Linked DNA regions of Pan troglodytes: region 1 is linked to region 2. A link is a contact called in public HiChIP or PLAC-seq data. All regions are on one chromosome and are shown on one strand. The core of a region is the stretch at or near the end of the contact, and the rest is flanking DNA. Distances in the headings are between cores, read along the strand shown. Region 1 holds the start of APC2 (APC regulator of WNT signaling pathway 2). Region 2 holds the start of FAM174C (family with sequence similarity 174 member C).

Evidence for each region. HiChIP or PLAC-seq counts read pairs in DNA pulled down with a chosen protein or histone mark.
Region 1: an H3K4me3 HiChIP or PLAC-seq map of stem cell-derived excitatory neurons shows a contact between it and region 2, with 4 times the contacts expected there. The contact joins the promoter of APC2 here to the promoter of FAM174C in region 2. A contact is called at or near these places in 1 of 7 Hi-C or Micro-C datasets (stem cell-derived neural progenitor cells) and 1 of 1 datasets of contacts at active chromatin or transcription factors (stem cell-derived excitatory neurons).

The regions. Positions count from the first base shown.
Region 1 is chr20:3,737,002-3,743,835 of NHGRI_mPanTro3-v2.0_pri, reverse strand. It overlaps APC2 (APC regulator of WNT signaling pathway 2), which reads right to left and starts at 2,232. Exons shown (of 15, transcript XM_016934568.3): 1 at 2,123-2,232. The coding sequence starts at 2,176.
Region 2 is chr20:3,565,340-3,572,466 of NHGRI_mPanTro3-v2.0_pri, reverse strand. FAM174C (family with sequence similarity 174 member C) reads right to left here and starts at 2,698. Exons shown (of 3, transcript XM_003953305.4): 1 at 1,876-2,698; 2 at 413-529. The coding sequence starts at 2,159. It overlaps CIRBP (cold inducible RNA binding protein), which reads right to left. Exons shown (of 6, transcript NM_001280513.1): 2 at 6,664-6,833; 3 at 6,451-6,557; 4 at 6,230-6,368; 5 at 6,065-6,146; 6 at 4,532-5,718. The coding sequence starts at 6,766. The coding sequence ends at 5,472.

The DNA of each region.
Region 1 (6,834 bases), core at 983-3,482, 170 kb before region 2:
GATTCTCCTGCCTCAGACTCCTCAGTAACTGGGATTACAGGCATGTACCACCATGCCAGCTAATTTTTGTATTTTTAATAGAGAGGGGGTTTCACCGTGTTGGTCGGGCTGGTCTCAAACTCCTGACCTCATGATCCGCCCGCCTCGAAGGGGATTTTTTTCTGGAGGCTGGAAGGCTGCCCTGAGAAGTGAACAGCAGTGATCAGGAGGAGAGGCGTTCCAGGCTGAGGGAAGATCAATGCATGCTTGGGACACAGGGGGTGTCTGGTGGAGCCATGGGGTAGGGCGCGTGGTGGGGTTTGACAGGTCAAGCCGGGGCAGAGCTGGGCGAGGCTGAAATGGGGTTGGGGATGCAGAGCCCAGGGCCCTGGCTTCAGCTCAGCCTTGTTGTCCCTGTGTCCCCCTGGGCATGTCTCTCTCTGGCCTCAGTTTCCAGTCTTGTTTACTGAAGGGTGGGTTGGATAATCCCTGCCTCCCCCCCAAAGAGGAACTAAGTCCCACCTCCCTGTGTAGTTTCAGATGTCTCAGCTCCCCAGGCCCCCATCAGGCAGGGGTTTGGGGGATCCAAGGTCAGTCCTGTCCTTGTATACATGGGGAAACTGAGGCCTGGGCCAGGGAACGTGTTGCCTGAGTTCATCTGTGCCAGCCAGGCCTCCGGAGTGACACTGAGCCTCCCTTCTTATCCCTCTGGGGGTGGCCAGGGCCTGGAGGGCTGAGGGTACATGGGGGCTGAGGCCCCAAGACAAGATGCCCTTGGCCCCAAATCTACAAAACATTATGTCCCTGAACAATCCCCCTCTACACACTAAAATCCTCGACCCTGTAAATCCTTGAACCACAGCCACACTCAGACATCACCAGACATTTCAGAGCCTCAAGAACCCCCCACAGCCCCCTAAGACTTCAGGAGACTGAGAGAGGTCTCCCCCTTCTCCCACTGCAGAACGCAGGGCCTAGCCCAAGACTCCGACCTAGGCTCCTCCCTGGGGTCCTCCACGCCCCCTACTGCTGCTGGGCTAAAGGGGAAGTTGCATGAAATGCTCACTCCCCCACCCCTGTCCTGTGACACCTCCCCGCAAGTCCGCAGCCTGGCACACGGCTCACTCTTGGAGTGTCTTTGAGCCTTCTGAGTCTGACCTCGAGCTGTCCCCGCCCCCTTGATGCCTCCTCTGTGCCAGGGGCTAGAGGCAGAAACAGGGGCGGCCCCCATCCGGAGCTGGGTGGGGACAGAGAAGGCACCAGGTCATCGCGGGAGGATAGAGACGGGCCGCCGCCGGCTGGGTGGCCGGGCAGAGCCCTAACCGGTGAGGAGGCCACCGGAGGTGGGGGAGGGTGGGGTAGGCCGGTCCAGGCCGTGCCCTGAAGCCTGACCGCCGCTATGGGCCTCAGTTTCCCCGGCGGCGAGTCGGCAGACGTGCGCCTCCGTCAGCACCGCGGACAGCTCCCCGGCCCCCGCCCCGCGTTCTCTTGCGGGCGCCTTAGCTCCGCAACGAGGCTCCGGCCTCGAAGCGTGACCTTGGGCTCCCCGCTGCACCCCCCCAGCCTCAGTTTCCCCTCCAATGAGGGATGTCACAGCCGCGAAATTCAGACGATTCCGGAGGCTGGAGAAGCGCTGGGGTCGGGAGCGGACGGATACGAACAGCAGCGGCGGCGAACGTCAAAGCAGGCCATACGCTCGCGCCCAGAAGGGGAAACTGAGGCCCAAAGAAGCGCAGGGCGTGGCCCAGGCCCCCACCCTGCGCAGGGCCGAGCCTCCGCAGGATGCCCCCGCAGCCGCCCCCGCCGCCCCAGCTGGCGCAGCCTCCGCGTCGGCGCAGTGAGGAGGGGTCCGAGGGTCTCCTGCAGAGGCCGAGGGCTGGGCTGGGCGAGCCCTGCGCTTGCGCAGACCCGGGCTGGGGGTCGCAGCGGCGCACGAGAGGGGCTTCCATCCCCGCCAGCCTTCCGAGGCGGTTTCCCCGGCAACGGTCTCTACGGCGAACGCACTAGACCCCCGACTCTGCAGCCTCCGCGCGCTCGCCCCATGCGCCCCCCGCCGCCGCGCCCGCTGTTCCCGCGGTGTGGACCCCGCCCCGTTCCTGCGCGGCCCGGAGCCCTCCCCAACGGCCCGACCCACGCGCCCTACCTGGTCCCCGAAGAAGGCCGAGTGCAGCAGGCTCAGGAGCCCCAGGAGCCCCATGGAGCCGCGGCCGCCCCGGACCCGCCGCGCCCCGCCCCTCGGCGGCCAGGGTGGGGGTGCGGGACGCGAACGGGGCCGCCCTGCGCCTGCGCGGAGAGGGGCGGGAGGGGTCAGTCCGCGGGCCCGGGGCGGGGCTCCTCCCGAAAGGGGCGAGGGCGTGCCGTGGGGTCTGGAGGTGCTCGCGGGGGCTGGGGAGTCTCGCGGCACCGAGGCTGCGGAGGGGCGGTGGGAGATCCGGGGATGGGAGAGAGGAGAGGGGACTCGCGTGGGCCGAGCGGCGCCAGGGTCCGGGTCCGACCAGGCTGGGGAGTTCGAATGCGGAGGAGGCTGGGGGGCCCGAGGCGGCGGGGAGGAGGCCGGGTGGGGGTGGGGGCACGAGAGGTCCCACGGGGAATGGGGGTCGCGGAGGGCCAGAGGCGGCGTCGCCATGCGGCTGTGGTCCGCTGCCCGCGGACGGTCACCCTGCGGAAGCTCGGAACCACCCCCGAATCAGCCCGGCTTGGCGCGCTGAGGTTCATTAGTCATTCAGCAAACATCACCTGCGCGCACAAGGCTTGCTGGGCGCCGAGCTGGGCGCGCGGGGGGCCGCCGTAAGGGGGCGACACCGAACGCGGACATTCATGCAACAAGCATTTATTAAGCACCTACTGTGTGCTGGGCCCCCTGCACTGAACAAAACAAAATCCGGGCCCTTGGGAAGCTGACGTGAACGAGGGGACTGCAGCGGGCTGGGAGAGACGCCAGCGGGGCGGGCAGGGCATGGGGAGCTGCTGGGGAGGCCGAACAGCCCTGGGGAGTGTTGGGGGAGAGTGCAGCCCGCGAGGGCAGTGAGGCCTGGGAGGCCCCGGGGCAGGTCGCGCAGGCCCAGCGGGAGGTGGGAGCCACCGCGGGCTGTGGACAGAGCAGGGCCGCGCCCGGCTCCAGGCTCGCGGGCGCCCGCTGGCGGCTGCGGGGAGAACAGGCCGTGGGCGGTGCCGGGAGAGGAGGGCGGAGGCGGCTGCGCGGGTCGAGGGCCGGATGATGGGGCGGAAGATGCGGCCTGGGCAGGATGGGGGCTAAGAGGGGTGTTATGAATTGTGCAAAGTCCCTGGAAACCAAAGAACGAGCGGCCGGAGAAAGGGGCGCCGCTTTAGCAGGGCGGCGGGGACAGGCCGCCTCCAGCAGGTGCCTCAGCTGAACCCTGGAGCGGGGACGGAGCCGTGCGGCTGCGGGGGAGGCTTCGGGGCCACCCAGGACTCCTCCTTCAGAAGTCAGGGGAGGGCGCCGAGTTCAGTGTAAACTGCCGTCCACGGGGGAGGCCGCGGGGATGTGAGAAGCGGCGGGAACCAGGACAGGGCCTGAAGGCAGCTGACCCGCAGCGCCGGGGCCAGACCTGAACCTGATGAGGACGGAGCTGTCTGTCTGAGCCGGCACAGATGCGGCCGGGCAGGTCTGGGAGAGTCCATGCAGATTCTGGAGCGGGGTGTGGGACCAGAGGGTAGAAACAGAAGCGTGGGGCCGGGCACGGTGGCTCCCGCCTGTAATCCCAGCATTTTGGGAGGCCGAAGCGGGTGGATCACTTGAGGTCAGGAGTTCGAGACCAGCCTGGCCAACATGGCAAAACCCCGTCTATACTAAAAATACAAAAAATTAACCGGCGTCTTGGCGCATGCCTGTAGTCTCAGCTACTCCGGAGGCTGAGCAGAATCGCTTGAACCCAGGAGGCGGAGGTTGCAATGAGCTGAGATTCTGCCACTGCACTCCAGCCTGGGCGGCAGAGCTAGACTCCGTCTCAGAAAAAAAAAAAAAAAAAAAAAGAGGAAGTGCGGATATGGCCAGAGAGGCCTAAAGACAGAGCCTGGGCCTTGAGTTGGGAGTGGCCCCCGACAGTGGCACCCTAGTGCTAGTTAGAGGCTCCCACCCCACCTCCTGGACACCCCCCAAATTCTTGTGGACCTAGGGCACCACCTGGCCACCAAGACATGTGTCTCTCTGAACTGGGGGTATCTTTTTGCTTTAAATACTAATACATATTTTCCCTGATCACACATGCTGGATTCCAACTGCAGAAAACCAAGGGAAGTACCCATTAGCAGCCACGTGCTGGCCAGCAGGGGCGTGTGCAGGGAGGGCTTTTATGGACAGGAAACTTCCCGTAAAGGTCCAGACAGTAAATTTTCAGCGTCTGCCTGGCAGAAGTAATACAGGTATGAATGGGCACAGCTGGGTGCCAGTAAAGCTCTGCAAAAGCGAAGTGAGGCCCAGCACCCATTCCTATTACGCTTTCCTCCGGGAGGGCCCCCTGGGGCTTGTTCCCAGCTAGCTGCCTCATGATGGGCGCGGCCCCACACATCTCTGTGTCATTTGCTCTGCAGATGGACCTGGTAGCTCAAAAGCTCTGTCATTTCCCTTTATTTTTTTCTTTTTTTGAGACGGAGTCTCGCTCTGTCCCCCAGGCTGGAGTGCAGTGGCGCGATCTCAGCTCACTGCAAGCTCCGCCTCCCGGGTTCACGCCATTCTCCCGCCTCAGCCTCTCCAGTAGCTGGGACTACAGGCGCCCGCCACCACGCCCGGCTGATTTTTTGTGTGTGTTTTTAGTAGAGATGGGGTTTCACCATGTTAGCCAGGATGGTCTTGATCTCCTGGCCTCGTGATCCGCCCGCCTCGGCCTCCCAAAGTGCTGGGATTACAGGCGTGAGCCACCGCGCCCGGCTCCATTTGTTTTTTTTAGACGGGGCCTCGGTAAAGACTTCAAGTGTGCACCATGGTTTCCGGCACTTTTGATTTCTAAGGCTCAGGGTTGAAAACCATGTTGCAGATAAAGCTGTTTCAGTGGGACATCCACTAATTTCCCACTTTGCGTATCTGAGGCGAAAAGCACCTAACACCTCAGCAATTTTTTTTTTTTTGAGGCGGAGTCTCTGTCGCCCAGGCTGGAGCACAGCACTTTCAGAGGCCGAGGAAGGCGGATCACCTGAGGTTGGGAATTGGAGACCAGCCTGGCCAACATGGTGAAATCCTGTCTCGACTAAAAATACAAAAATTAACCAGGCGTAGTGGCGTGCTTCTGTAATCCCAGCTACTCGGGAGGCTGAGGCAGGAGAATTGCTTTAACCTGGGAGGTGGAGGCTGCAGTGAGCCGAGATAGTGCCACTCAACCCCAACCTGGGCGACAGAGCGAGACTCTGTCTCAAAAAAAAGAAAAAAAAATAAAAAGAATTCTGAATGCTGACAACCGAGACTACAATGAACCCTGCCTACACATGCCTTCCCTCCCTCTCCTTGAGCTGGACCTGGGGTGGGCCTTCGAAGCTGGGTCCTGTACAAGCTTCTGTTCACGCTGAAGTGAACCTGGCCAGTGCTGCCCAGAGACCTCCGGCGGCCACCTAGCAGCCAGACTGTAGCAGGACGAGCCGCAGACAAAACTCCTGACACTGGATTAAAGAAGGAAGAGGTTTTTATTCCGCCGGCAGCGTCAGCAGACTCGCGTCTTAAGAGCCGAGCTCCCCGAAAAAGAGATTCTTGGCCTTTTTAAAGGCTTACAACTTTAAGGGGTCCACGTGAAAGGGTCGTGATACATCAAGCAAGTGTGGGAAACGTGAGTGGGGGCTGCATGCATCAGCTAACACAACAGAAAGTTTTACAATGCTTTTTCATAGTGTCTGGAATTTACAGATAACACAAGTAGTTTAGTTCAGTGGTTGATGTTATTATTACTTTTTTTTAACTCCTAGGGCCGGGTGGTGGTGCCAAGGTTGTCTATTTATCTTACTTTTGCATTTTTTTTCCAACTTTTTGCATTTTCTCTCCTCCTGTCTTGTGAACTAGGCAAGGTGGTGGGAGGAAGGCAGCAGGAGGAGTAGTGGTCTCCTTCCTTAAGACCACACTCCAAACTTTGGACCGTTGGTTTCAAGCCCGGTGGGTTCAGGTCAGCCCACAGGCGAATTTTCAAACATTCTACATATCTCAGGGGCTGCCAGCCAAGACTTGCCCCCACTTCTGACTACCCAGCCAGGTCCAGGCCCTCAGTGGCCTCCCTGGTCTCCTGACTTCCTGGCAGGGTTGGCCAGGGCGCCCGGTGCAGTGGAGGGCTTGAGGCACAGCCACGTGCAGCACTGTCCCACTGGCTACGGGCCCCTCTGGACACCAGCCAAGCAGGTCCAGTCCCACCGACTCATGCTGCCTGGGGGTCTCCCGGCTGTACTGGAGCCAAGCTTATAACCCTGGGCCATCCTTCCTCTGTCCAACCCACCTTTTCCCAATCAGAGAGAAAAACACGGACCCACACTTTCTCTGTAATGTAACTTGATTCCAAATAGAGAGGTAAGAACACGAGCAAATCATGTTTTTTTTTTTTTTTTTTTTTTTGAGGCAGAGTCTAGCTCTTGTTGCCCGGGCTAGAGTGCAATTTCCGCCTCCTGGGTTCAAGTGACTCTCCTGCTTCAGCCTCTCAAGTAGCTGAGATTATAGCCGCATGCCACCATGCCCAGTTACGCTAATTTTTTTGTATTTTCAGTAGAGACAAGGTTTTACCATGTTGGTCAGGCTGGTCTCGAACTCCTGACCTCAGGTGATCCACCCATCTCGGCCTCTCAAAGTGCTGGGATCACAGGCGTGAACCACCGCGCCTGGCTGCAAATCATGTTTAAATTTGAAGATACAGCCAGCTGCAGTGTCTT
Region 2 (7,127 bases), core at 1,449-3,948:
GATCACCTGAGGTAAGGAGTTGGAGCCCAGCCTGGCCAACATGGTGAAACCCCATCTCTACTAAATACAAAAAATTAGCGAGGCGTGGTGGCGGGTGCCTGTAATCCCAGCTACTCGGGAGGCTGTGGCAGGAAAATCGCCTCAATCCCGGAGGCGGAGGTTGCGGTGAGTTGGGATCGCGCCACTCCACCTCAAAAATAAATAAATGAACAAACATTTAAATTAAAAAAAAAAAGTTGTAAATGGAGGCTGGGAGAAGGGATGAGCCCTGCCCAGTGGGGCCGTGGCCTGACTACCGCTGTCAGCTGTGATTGCAGGGACCACTCCATGGCTTGGCCAAGTCCCCGGGGTCCTGCTGAGTCTCCAGCCCAGCCTGCCAACCGAGGCCCCAGAGCTGGGGAAGGGTGCACACCATCTCAGATTCCGGGACTCAAAGACCGTCTCCTCGTCGCTGTCCAGCGAGGCCATCTCCGTGGGGTCCTCAGTGTTGGCGAGAAGGCCGTATCGCCTCCGCTGAGGCTTCTTCAACCTGGAAGTAGGTCCAGGCATAGTCAATGGCCCCTCCCCGCCAACCCTGCCTCCTCCTTCCCTCAGGACTCTCATTGCCGTCCTCTACTGGACCCCCGAGCCCTGCTGCAGACCTCCCTGGTTTTGCTGTGCCTGCTTCTTTCATGTCCTAATCGCCAAGTGATTACCATTCACTCCCATGGCGATGACAGTAAGACATGTGCCCTAGCAGGCCCTCCCATCTCCCCTGCGCCAGGACCCCAGGAGAGGCACGCTGATGTCACTCCCATTGCACTGATGAAAAGAATGAGGCTCACACAGGGGTGAGACTTTGCCAAAGACAACAGAATGGAAGCCTGTCTCAGGGCCAAGCCCCTGGTGGCCCCAGCAGCCAGGGAGGCAGGGAGGGCGCGGCATACAGGCAGGGGAGAGCGCGCAGCAGGTGCTTCCACAGGAAGAGGTGTGGAGCACAGGGGAGGCTCTGCACAGGGCCCATAAAAAGCAGCATGGCGGAGTGCAGGTGTTCACATCTATAATGCTAGCACTTTGGGAGGCCAACGAAGAAGGATCACTTGAGCCCAGGAGTTCAGACCAGCGCGGGTAACATGGCGAGACCCCATAGCTACAGTAAAAACTTATAAAAAATAAAAAGAGGCTTGACTTTGCCAGGGTGGTGATGGGGAGGGATAAGGTCCTCGCAGTGTCTCTCCCACCCGGGAGAAGCAGCCACACTGGGTAGTCAGGAGCCCAGAGGAGACTGGACCCACAGGCCAGGGAAGCCGGGGTGGCCTGAACAGGCAAAAGCCCCTCCTGCCCAAGGGCTGCCTACAGCTGGAGACCCCCGCGAGGGTCTGGGGACGCAGCTGCACCTCCCGGGCTGTGGGAGCACCCAAGGCGGGCACGCGGCCGACCCTGGCGACGAACCAGCTTCAGTGGGTAGAAGCAGAAAGGAAAATATCGGGACCCCACGGAAAAGCGTGGCAGCAGGCGGGAAGATGAGAACGAGGACAGGCATCCGGCGACAAGGAGCCAAGGAGGCCCCCTCGCCCCGCCAGGGCCTGACCCCTGCCCGGCATGCTCCGGCTTCAGTGGCTCCACCTGGGAAACGGGCAGCGTCACCCCCAAGTTAAGAGGCGGCGGCGCTGGGCACCTCGAACCCCAGGCGCAGGCTAGAGAGCGGGTGAGTTCCGTGGCCCCTGCACCGCCCACACCACGTGACGACCCCGCACAGCACCGCCCACGCCCACTCCAGCAGGGAGAGAGGGAGGGAGGGAGGGAGGGGAGGACCCCGCGGCCGGGCACGTGACGCACTAGGCGCGCGCTAATTGGCCACGGCTGGGAGACGGCGCCCGCGTGCGCCTGACGCACCTAAACGCCCGGATCAGGAAGTAGAGGGCGGTCAGGCCGCAGAAGCCCAGGATCACGTAGAAGGAGCGCGTAAGCGCCGAGCCCGATGCCCCCGGCGGACGCGCGTGCGTGCTGTTGTGCGGCGCGCCCGGCTGGCTCCCGTTCGTCACGGCCGGCGGCGGCGACAACGTGACCTGCGCGGGGCGCAGCGGCGAGGCCTCTTCGGCACCGCACGGCAGCGCCGCCAGCAGCAGCGCCAGCAGGAGCAGCAGCAGCGGCGGCGGCTGCAGCACGCGCGGCCCCATGGCCCGGTGGAAGCGGTGGCGGCGCCCCGCCCCTATGCGCGCTGTCAGTCAGGCGCGCGGAGGTGATGCCGGCCAATGGGGCGTGGAGGCGGAGCTTGACGTCGGGCCCCGCCTCCGCCTGGTGAGCCCCGGCGCTACCCACAGTGCCCCGCGCGCCCGCCGCGGAACTTGCTTCGTCGACCCGCTCCAAGGGATCAGGACGGAGGGCCGGAGCCCGCCCGTGGGAGCCCCGGCAAGGCGCAGCAGGCAGAGCCCAGAACTGCCAGCCCAGCGTGGGGGGTCGCGGCTTCCGAGGAAATGGGGCTGGCAGCGGGGGAACGGGGCGGACCCCGACTTCAGGACCTCGGGCCGCTCATTCCCACCCACTTCGGGGCGGCCCCCGCCACTCCTGCCCCGGCCTCACGGACACTGAGAACGCGTCGGCCACATCCAGGGCCCAGGAAGGTGACGTCCCGCTCCCCAGCCTGCTGCAGGGGACCCGGGGCTCGGCCCAAGACGGGGCCTGACAGCGGCTGCGCGGCCGCCGCTCCCCCGAAGCCGAGTGCGCCTCAGATCCCGCGGGACTGGAGTCTCCGCGCTGCGAACCCCCTCAATGGCGAGCCCCCCGCGGTCACTGCTCGGACAATGACCCTTGCAGTCTTCCTTGTCGGGTCCTGCTCGTGCGCTGAACCGAGGTCCGCAGGCTTTTCTCCCAGTGGCCCCGCTCCGCCGACAGACCCCCCTGAACCACAGACTCGGCTTTCTGGGTGCACACGTGGCCCTTTATTCGAATCCGACTTTCACAGGGCTCCACATCGTTGTGGGCAAGGACTGGCCGCCCCGTAAGCTGCCAGCGCACCGCAGCCCGTGCTCCAGGAGAGACTCGAGGCCCTGAGCCCGCACCTCACTGGCGAAGCGCCTCCTGGAAGGAGGAGGAGGGAGGGAGAACAGGCGCGGGCTCCAGGCGGGGGACCCGGCGCTCCCGGGAGGCGCTGCCCTGCACCCAACACACACCGAAAGGCGCCCGCCGCGGGGCCATAGGTGCGGGAGAGCAGGACTCACTGAAACGCCCAGGTGTCGCCCGGGACAGGGCTCAGCGCCACATGCCACTCTTCCCGAAAGCACTTACAGGGGACAAGCCTCCTGGGCAAGCGGCTGCCTCCAGCTCTCGTTCCAGGTGAAGTCCCTCCTGGGACAGTGACCCCAGAGGTCATCGCTGCTCTCAGGCCACCCTTCCCCGAGTCCTGGCCGGGCCCCTTCAACCTGCCAAAGCAAAGCAGCGTTACTCCCGACGTCCTCCATGGGGCTCACAGCTGCCCCTCCCGGCCTCCCCGGAAACAGCCACAGCCCCTAGGAAGGTCTCAGGCTAGTCAGGGGGCTGTGACCTCAGGCTCCGTCACAGGCCAGCATGCCCAGGGCGGGTCTGCACCGTGGCGCAGCTGGAGCCAGCTACCCGTATGGGATGGAGCTATGTGGGCCAGTGTGGGCTCTAGAAAAAAACTAATGGCGGCAACAGACATCAGAGAAAGCTAAGAGTGTGACTTAAGAGGTCTGGAAAAGACGGTCAATTGATGAGCAAAAAATCCAAAAGGCGGGGGCGTTCACTGGTCTCCAATCCTGCTTAAGGGATCTCATCTATGAGCCAGGCATGACTGGGCCCAGGCTGCACCTGGCTGCACGTGGGGAGCGTAATGGCCGGGCCTGACTTTAGTTCCAGCTTAATTGAAAAAAACAAAAAGTTAAAAAAAAAAAAAGGAAAAACAAAAAACAGTCACAGGAACATTCCCCGGGCACATGACTTTCAGTGAGCTCTCAACAAGAGGGATGTGGACACGAGCGGAAGGAGTTACCTCGAATTACAGGGCTATTTCCACATATGAGCTAGCCAAGGGAGCAGCTTGCGTCTCAGAGGGTTCTGTTGGGCGCACAACACTTCTGTCCTCCGAGGGCTGCAGCTTCCATAGGCTAGCAGAGAATGCTCAGAACTCGTGAAGCAACAGCAGAACTAGCTAACCGGCTGGCCGTCTGAGGTCGCCCTGAGATGCCACGTGCCTCTGCTCTCTGGCCTGCTTCTAGACTGAGGCAGTCCAGGTCAGCGTCAGGTGCACGTCCACTGTCCCTGTTAAGCTGCCCGCACAGTCCAGCCCTCTGGCCACCACTGCCAGAAGCCTCCCAGGGCTGCCCTGAGGCCTGAGCTGCCCGCTCCCGTCCCCCGCCTGGCTCCCCTACCCTGACCAGCGCCAGTCTGCTGGGCCTCCCTTTCTAGCTCTGCAGGCCCCAGGCAAGGCTTGCAGACCCACTGCTTCTCCACCTTCTCTCTCTGCTCAGGTCTGGCTGCAGGAGCCCGCAGCAAGGAGTGTGTGGTGCAATGCAAGGGAATTGTCAGAGCAAGGTTCATTTCACACGGTCTTTTAATCGGCTTCGTAAAGCCAAAGAAAACTGCGTACAAGAATTCCTCAGCCACTGCAAATACAACATCGATGGAGTATGCGTACGTCTTCCAGTAAAAAAGGACAATATAAATAAACATCTTCAAGAACCTCTCAGGGACGTCTGCACGTCTACTGTGGGGCGCACAGCACAGATGGACGCAGGGGCTGGGGCTCCAGGGCAGTTGCTGCCACACCCGCCGGGGTCCTACCACACTACACTCAGAAACGTCACACGGAGTTGGAAAAAAGCCACAGCTTGCTCAGCTTCCGACAGAGCGGATTCACAGTCCGTTCGATCTCAGAGAAGTGAATGGGGCACCCACTTCATGGGGCCAACCCCACTAAAAAAAAAAAGGCAACGCAACCAAAAACTAAAACAAAAACCAAAAACCCACACAACCCCCGATTTTTTTGAAAACTCATGGCTCGTGGTCAAAAAAGTAAATGCTTTTCAAAATGTTTTGAAACCCCTCAAAAAAAACAGCACTTCCTTAAAAAGAAAAGTCTAGTAACGAGGCCATCCCGGCGTCAGAAGCGGTCAGGCTGGGTTTGACAAGATCAGAACCGAAATGACTACGAAAGTGGGAATACAAGGAGGTGCGTTTACTACACATTAACGTTCAGCGAAGCTCCCACAATCTTTAAACACACAGCCATTGGAAGGACGATCTTGAGCAGGAAGGGTTTTTACTCGTTGTGTGTAGCTGAGGACAAGAAGCAGGCACAGTGTAAAGGCACCGAAGCAACGAGAGGCAGCTTCACCCCAGAGGCCAGACCAGGGCGCGGCCTGCGGCCGGGGAGCAACCACCCCCCACAGCCGAGGGAGGCTGGCCTGTGGCCACACATGCACCTAGCTGACTGCCCAGCGGGCCCTCGCTCTCCCTTGCCTTTTTGGTCAGTCTCATTTGGCTTTTGCATCCTGCGATAGAAATGGCTCTGAGGACAGATGCGCCTCTTCTGGGCAAGCACAGTGACAAGGTCTGAGTGTCCAGCCTAAAGTGCTTGGAGAGGGCACCAAGGTGAACCGAGCTCCCACCGCAGGCCACAGCAGCGTGGCGCCCTCGGAGTGTGACTTACCGTAACTGTCATAACTGTCTCTGTAGGACCCGCCCGAGCTCCGGTCACTGTAGCCACCACTCTGACTCCGGCTGCAAGACAGACAAATGTTGAGTACCGAAAGGTACCCGTCTACTTCTGCTCTGCCACAACAGGCTGAGCCGCCGGCCCCCATGCCAGCCGTCCCTTCTGGGGATGCAACAAGGACCCCAGCAGGGCAGAATCTTGGAAATCGTCCAAAATCTCCACCAGCCTGTCCCCCAGGCCCTCCCGCTTCTGTGAATGTCCTGAGCAGTCTCCTCTCCTCTTGGCCTGGGCCCCCACCTGCCTCTGCTCCTTGCCCAGCCAGTCTCATCTCAGCTCCCCCAGGGACCTGGGACCCGGGACTGAAGCTGGCCATCCCGCAACCACCCGTGCTTGGGCTGGCCTCCCCCTCACCTGCTATAGTAGTCTCTGGAGCCTCCGTAGCCCCCACTCCTGGACTCGAACCGGTTCCCCCCATAGCCTCGGTCCCCTCCTCCTGCACATACAGGAAAAAGTGAGTACCAGCTCCCACCAGCAGTACCTCACAGCATCCCCAAGGGACCCGCTCATGGCACTCACCTCTAGAGAACCCACGGCCCCGTCCTCGGCCCCCGCGGAAGAAGCCCCGGCCCCCGGCAGAGCCACCACGGTACCCACGGGATCGGTTGTCTGACGACTTGCCTGCCTGGTCTACTCGGATCTGCCGTCCATCTACAGACTGGAGACAGAGGGCGGGACGGGTTAGCGGGTGGGTGCCCCATCCTCGAGATGGGACTCCCGCTCAGCACCCTGATCCTCACCTTCCCATTCATGGCCATCATGGCATCCTTAGCGTCGTCAATGTTCTCAAAGGTGACAAACCCAAATCCCCGAGATCTCTGGGTCTCCCTGTCTTTCACAACCACCACTGTGCAGGGGAGAGAGATCTGCAGTCAGCACCCAGCTGTACTTCCAGGTAGGAGGAGCACAAGCCCCCCCCCCGCCCAGGGCCGCGGGCCCAGCAGCAGCCTCACCTTCAGAGATCTGTCCGTACTTTGAGAAGACCTGCTCCAGCGACTGCTCATTGGTGTCAAAACTCAGCCCTCCAACAAAAAGTTTGCCTTCATCTGATGCCATGGCGGCCTGTGGCAGACACCAATGAAATCCTCAACAGGGGTCATCTCTCACCACCTCTCCCCGCTTCCTATTTTATGTAAATGACATGTATTTTTTAGGGGAAATATTAGAAAGTCAGATTTTTATTTTTCATTATCTCAAACTCATACCTAGGACTTATTTTTTTGGGGTCGGGGGCAGTGTGTCTAGCTGTCACCCAGGCTGGAGTGCAGGGATCACTGCAGCCTCCACCTCCTGGGCTCAAGCAATCCTCCTACCTCAGCCTCCCAAGAAACTGGGACTGTAGGTGTACACCACCACGCCTGGATAATTTTTTTAAATTGTTTTAGTAGAGATGGGGTCTTGCTCTGTTGCCCAGGCT